2 separate regions of the Triticum aestivum genome follow, and region 1 is linked to region 2. A link is a contact called in public Hi-C data. All regions are on one chromosome and are shown on one strand. Each heading gives the region's core, a stretch centred on a gene start, on an enhancer-like site or on the middle of the called end of the contact. The rest is flanking DNA. Distances are from core to core; before and after follow the strand shown. Region 1 has its middle 120 kb from the start of LOC123081829. Region 2 holds the start of LOC123085442 (oxysterol-binding protein-related protein 3A).

The links. A called contact is a pair of places that touch in the nucleus more often than the background predicts.
Region 1: a contact with region 2 is called in a Hi-C map of leaf, with 4 times the contacts expected there. The contact joins the enhancer-like site here to the promoter of LOC123085442 in region 2. A contact is called at or near these places in 2 of 5 Hi-C or Micro-C datasets (both in leaf) and 1 of 1 datasets of contacts at active chromatin or transcription factors (leaf).

Annotation. Positions count from the first base shown.
Region 1 is chr4A:105,907,936-105,910,635 of IWGSC CS RefSeq v2.1, reverse strand. No RefSeq gene overlaps it. Among protein-coding and RNA genes, the nearest start is that of LOC123081829, 120 kb to the left of the region's middle. Within about 2 kb of position 1,430, at least 3 of the 8 cell types and tissues checked have an H3K27ac peak or open chromatin away from gene starts, as enhancers often do. A contact at or near this core is called in leaf, where this site is marked.
Region 2 is chr4A:105,187,207-105,189,906 of IWGSC CS RefSeq v2.1, reverse strand. LOC123085442 (oxysterol-binding protein-related protein 3A) reads right to left here and starts at 1,274. Exons shown (of 10, transcript XM_044507072.1): 1 at 825-1,274. The coding sequence starts at 940.

The DNA of each region.
Region 1 (2,700 bases), core at 181-2,680, 720 kb before region 2:
CTTTTAGGTAGTAGAGATGTTTTTATTCATTAATTTCTTTTATATTTTCTTTTGTTCATATATTCAAAAGAACATTCTAAATATAGTCCCAAACTTAAATTTACTTTCAAATTTGGAAAACCATGAATATGATTTTTTTAATGTTGTGTGAACAAAGTTTTAGCATAATGTTTAAAGAATATTCAAAGAAAATGTTCTGACATTGAAAAATTGTCCACACAATTAGAAAAAAAAATTATACAATGTTAAAGCATTCATATAATTATAAAATAAAGTTTTGTACCATTAAAAAATGTCCATTTCATTAAAAACGTGTTACGACTTATGTTCGTGATTTTTTTCAAAAAAAGTATTTGTAAAATTTAAAAAATTCACATAGTTTTATAAAAAATGTTTGTATCATTAAAAAAACAACAATGTGTAATTAAAAAATATTTAGCACGTGTTCAAAAAGTGTTTTTAATAATATATATAATTTTTTAAAACATTTATAAAAACGTTTTAGTTGTATATAGAAAAAATAAAAAGTGCATAAAATAGATGTCAAAACTTATGTTTTCAAAAATTCTAATCATATGTCTTAAAATGTTAAGCATGTATGAAAAATGTGGACATGTGTTGGAAAAAGTAAGTAAATAAAAAAAACAAAGAAAGTCGGTCAAAAGCGAGGAGAGAAAGAAAGAAAACCAAAGGAAAATATGAAAGAAATGAAGAAAAAAACTAATTAAACCAGAGAAAATCCAAAGAAAATGTTGTAAACGGCGAAAAAACCGATAAAAACCAAGTAGAAAAAAACTCGCATCCAGCTACAGTACTGTGCCGGCCTAGTAGCACAATGTCAGAGGCGAGACGGAACTAAGTCCTGCGACAGGCGAGAAATAACCTTGGCGCGGCAGAAGAGGTATCAGTACCCATGCTTTACACGGGCTGTCGTCCGTGCAGTGCAATAGCGAGGCCTTACCCTATTTCTGTTTCTTTTTGACAAGAATGGGACCTTAACTTACCTTATTGTTCTTCTTGTGCTGAAGCCTTACCCTATGTTTTTCTGTGGCTTGTAAATATTCAGGAGTTTTGCTCCAAAAAAACCATTCAGGAGTTGACCATCAGTTGGAACTCTTTGCTTTTCACTTTTTTCTGATTATTATATACAGGAAACGTTCAGCATATATGAAATGGTCAGGTCAATGTCAGGTAAAGAAAAATGGCATTTGTATTTGTCAACCTAAAACAATCAAGGAACCTATACTAGGCGTTGCATTGCACTCAAACAAGATATTCAGATGAAACGCCGCCTACAGATTTCAGTTCTCAACGAGGCTGCCAGGAAGGTTACTGTCACAGAACATATTCACCATTAAAAAATGGAATGATGCATGCATGCAAAAAATACTCCTCGCAGAAGTGCCTAGTGCATCTCTACACGTCGCATCAACGCGTAATCGAGCGCGAGTGAGAACGCGCTGGGCGAGTCCAAGACGGCTGCTCAGTCGACCATCCCGGTCAAACTCAAACAGATGGTGTGTCCAAAGTCTAAACCCACAACACCGCGTGGCACTCTAGCTAGAGCAGAACCTTCCATCGCATGGGCCTTCTTGCACGAAAATGACCACCCCATCTGCTTGTTTAATTACTTCAGAATGGTCCTTTTTTGCGAGAGATGGCAGTATAAAAATAACAGCCTTTCACTATCAGAAATATGATAAGTGCCATGCGGTCCCTTTATAACCATTTAACCTTATTATCGGGCAGCATCGAGCCGTCAAGATTACCGACGGAGCGGGTAAACCTTGGGATTGGTCATTTTGGTTAGGAGATACTGTAGTAGCTGCAGCCGTTTGCACAAAGACTAGACTACGGCACGGATTCATTGTTCTTCACGTGTTCGTTCGTGGCATGCCACCTCATTTACCTGGCCAACTTGGACTCGAACTCGGAAAAGCAACTGCCTCGCTAGCTGCCGCCACTTGCGAGAGAGCCAGCAAAACCATGCTCTGATGCGTGGAACGCGCCGAGTTGCCGGCTTGCCATTAAACATCGCTTACGCACGTGGTGTGCTTGGCTTCTTTTATCGGCGTTGAAGGATTATCAAGAATAAATCAAAAATCTTTCTATACTGATCAGTTCAATTAGCGGTAACTGTTGCTAGGAGGAATAATGTAATTAGTTATAATATGCTGTTCTAAATAAAATGAAGCCTGAAAGAAACACTAGTAATTAACAAGGTCGGTCGGCAAGAGATGGATTCAGTTATGCTCACCTCCCGTGGATCCAGTTTTGACTGTTTGCGATGCTCCAGCGTCATCAGCGTGCACGTTTCGTAGGAATAACATCGGGGAAGCACATGGCTTAACTACACCTGATGCAATGGGGGAAGAACTTGGATAGCCGGCTCATAAAATCCATTTGGTCACCCGCAAAGCGATGTATTCAACGTCAATCCGCACCAACGCGGCTGGTGACAATAAACAAACTAATCAAGCACCATTCCGGTGTGGACCGCCTTGCTGTGACGCCGCACCAATTCAGCGACACTGTAGCCACCGTCACCAACCGCTAAGCAGCCTATGCTCCATTGACCTACATATATGTATGCTCCTAGCCCAACATAGTTAACTACTGGAGAGAGAGATAGCAGAAAGATCACAAGAGACCCGCAATCAGTTTTTGTGTCAATGGGTCCTTACTTTCTTTTGTTATTAT
Region 2 (2,700 bases), core at 25-2,524:
AGTAAAGAACACAAATTTCTTCAACTAAAAGAATATATATTTACAGGGGAGACAGATAGACATCTGACAGCAAGCACATTTCAGAAGAATTCAAGCCGCAAAATGCAAAAGAGAAGAATAAAGTGAAGAGATGCCAAATGATGTGCATGTCACTTTCGCAGTATGCCAAACTTAAATCTGCATCCACCACTTGCGCCGCAATTCAGTGCAGAGCACACCCTGTCTGCTTTGAATTGCACATACAGAAATTGCATGTACTTAACTTTCACAATATCCTATTTGAGGCATTACATGCTAGTATACTAGATATCCAGAAAAAGAATCAACTTCAACCGATTATTGACTACTCCCTCCGTTCCTAAATATAAGCCCTTTCGAATGTAGTCCGTATTGAAATCTCTAAAAAAAGGCTTATATTTAGAAACGGAGAGAGTATATCATACTAGTATTAGGTAGGAATTGCTTTTTCTACATGCTGAACACACAGATCAGTGATCTCTACAGTGTTTCTACAAAACAGCAACTAAGCTACTCACCGGACAGTGCAATCATTGAGCTACAACAAACGATAGTACGAGATCATGTAACACTACGATCGCTAAAGTCTCGAGCTTGGAACTCAAACGAAGCACGCAATTCCACAATTCGCCAAAATCAGCTCACGGGGCCGACACCAAGGAGCTGAGATCGCGCGTGGAAGCAACAGATCAAATGGCGGAGAGGCAGCGGTAAGCATATGCATAGTTCCCGAAGAAATCGGGAGAGCTCGAGGCGGATCTGAAGAGATCGGGTAGGTAGGTAGGTAGGCCGGCGCGGAGACTCACCCGTTGACCGATTTGTGCACGGCGGTGCCCCAGCTGCGCACGCCCGCGGCGATCGAGGAGAAGAAGCCTCCGCCACCGCCCGACGACGCGGCCAGGTCCTGGTCCTTGGACCCCATCGCCGGCGATCTGCGCGGTCGGAGGGAAGCTCCGGCGCAGAGGAGTCGGGGAGGGGGATATGCTAGGGTTTGGGACGGCGCACGCGGAGGGGGCGGCCGCTAACCCCTGCCTAGAGGAGGTGGTGGTAGAGGAGCGCTGCTGAGGAGAGAGCGGCAGCGATGGCGATGGCGACGTCGCCGTGTGGGAGCAGGAATACTAGAACGAGACGAGAGAATTTGGAACGGCCGCGGGTGGTGAGAAGAAAAGGCCGAGCAGTCGGCGAAGCGAACCGGCCGCTTGAAGCGCAACGTGGGTAGGCGAGATGACCAGGATGCCCTCGCTGATTCCGCCCCGTTTACAATTCCAACTCTGTCGCCGGTGGACCGTTGCCGTTTCTCACTCGCTACACCGGCGATTTCTTAGATAGTACTCCCTCCGTTCCAAATTAGATGACTTAACTTTATACTAACTTTAATACAAAATTGGGTCATCTATTTTGGAACGGTCCAAATTAGATGACTTAACTTTATACTAACTTTAGTACAAAGTTGGGTCATCTATTTTGGAACGGAGGGAGTACAAGTGTGCCCGTGCGTTGCGTTGCTCGGGTGACAGTGCCGTTAAACGAATGGCTTTTTTAGAATGAAAAGTATGAATAGTATCATGAGGTGACATTAAGACCTACAAAATTTTATTCAACCACCGGTAGGGTAGACGCATCAATCAGTCTTGTTTCGGTTTGATATGTTGATGTCCAAAAGCAGAATTTTAGTTCAGGGATTGCTCGGATCTGCTTCAACTCCATGCTTAACCAACTACGCGGATCGGAGGCCTCTCATAGTATAATTTGGTGAAATTGCCGAAGCTTAGCTTTGTGAAGTCGAATCATATAGCTTAATATGTTTACGACGACAATGCCATCGCCAAGTGGCATAACTTAGTTCTGAATCCCCCTTCTGAAGAACCCAGTCGAAGCGCTATTCATGACGCCGCCGTTGTTCCCTTCTCACAAGCTCGCCACCGCCAAACCGCCAACCCTCCACCTCACTCTATTTAGCTCGCCACCACTCCATTGCCTCCCTCTCCTACCGCCGTCCTCCTCCCTTCATCACCCTCTTCCACATCATTGGCCTCCTCCCCAGCGTCGCCCTCTTCCCCGACACAAACCACCTCCCCGCCGTCGGCCTATACTACGCTCGTGATCAACCCCTCAAGCAACAGAAGTTGACCAACATGTCCAAAACGGTGCATCTCCTCCACGGATGCTGGAGCGCCGTGCTGAAGCTTCAATATTTCTAGACATTTCAGAATAGGCTTATATGTATGTTTCTTTCCCTCAAGTTGCCGCCCAATGAAATATTTTAGCATTGTTAACTTCAGCTAGAAATATAGTATATCTGTTTTGGTAATAGCTCATCTAAATAAATGATGTTTTTCATTGGTATACTCTGCACGCAATCTTTCATCAACCTCCCACACATTGATATAAAATCACTGCCATTTGACATTCAATCACCAATTGTAATGAAACTTTTTATTCTATTTTTTGCTGTCTCTACAGGGAATATCAAGGTCACGGCTACCAGATTTTTAGTTAACATAATGTTACAATAAAGAAATTTAAGGATATGTTACAAACTTCAATGTCACTACATTTACAATCCATATGTGATAAACAATAGTGGCCCGTAGCTCGTAGCTCGTACATGTACAATATCCATGTTAGAAGGTCCAGCACACTTTCCTGCTTCATCCTTACTAAAGTTAAGAGAATAGACAC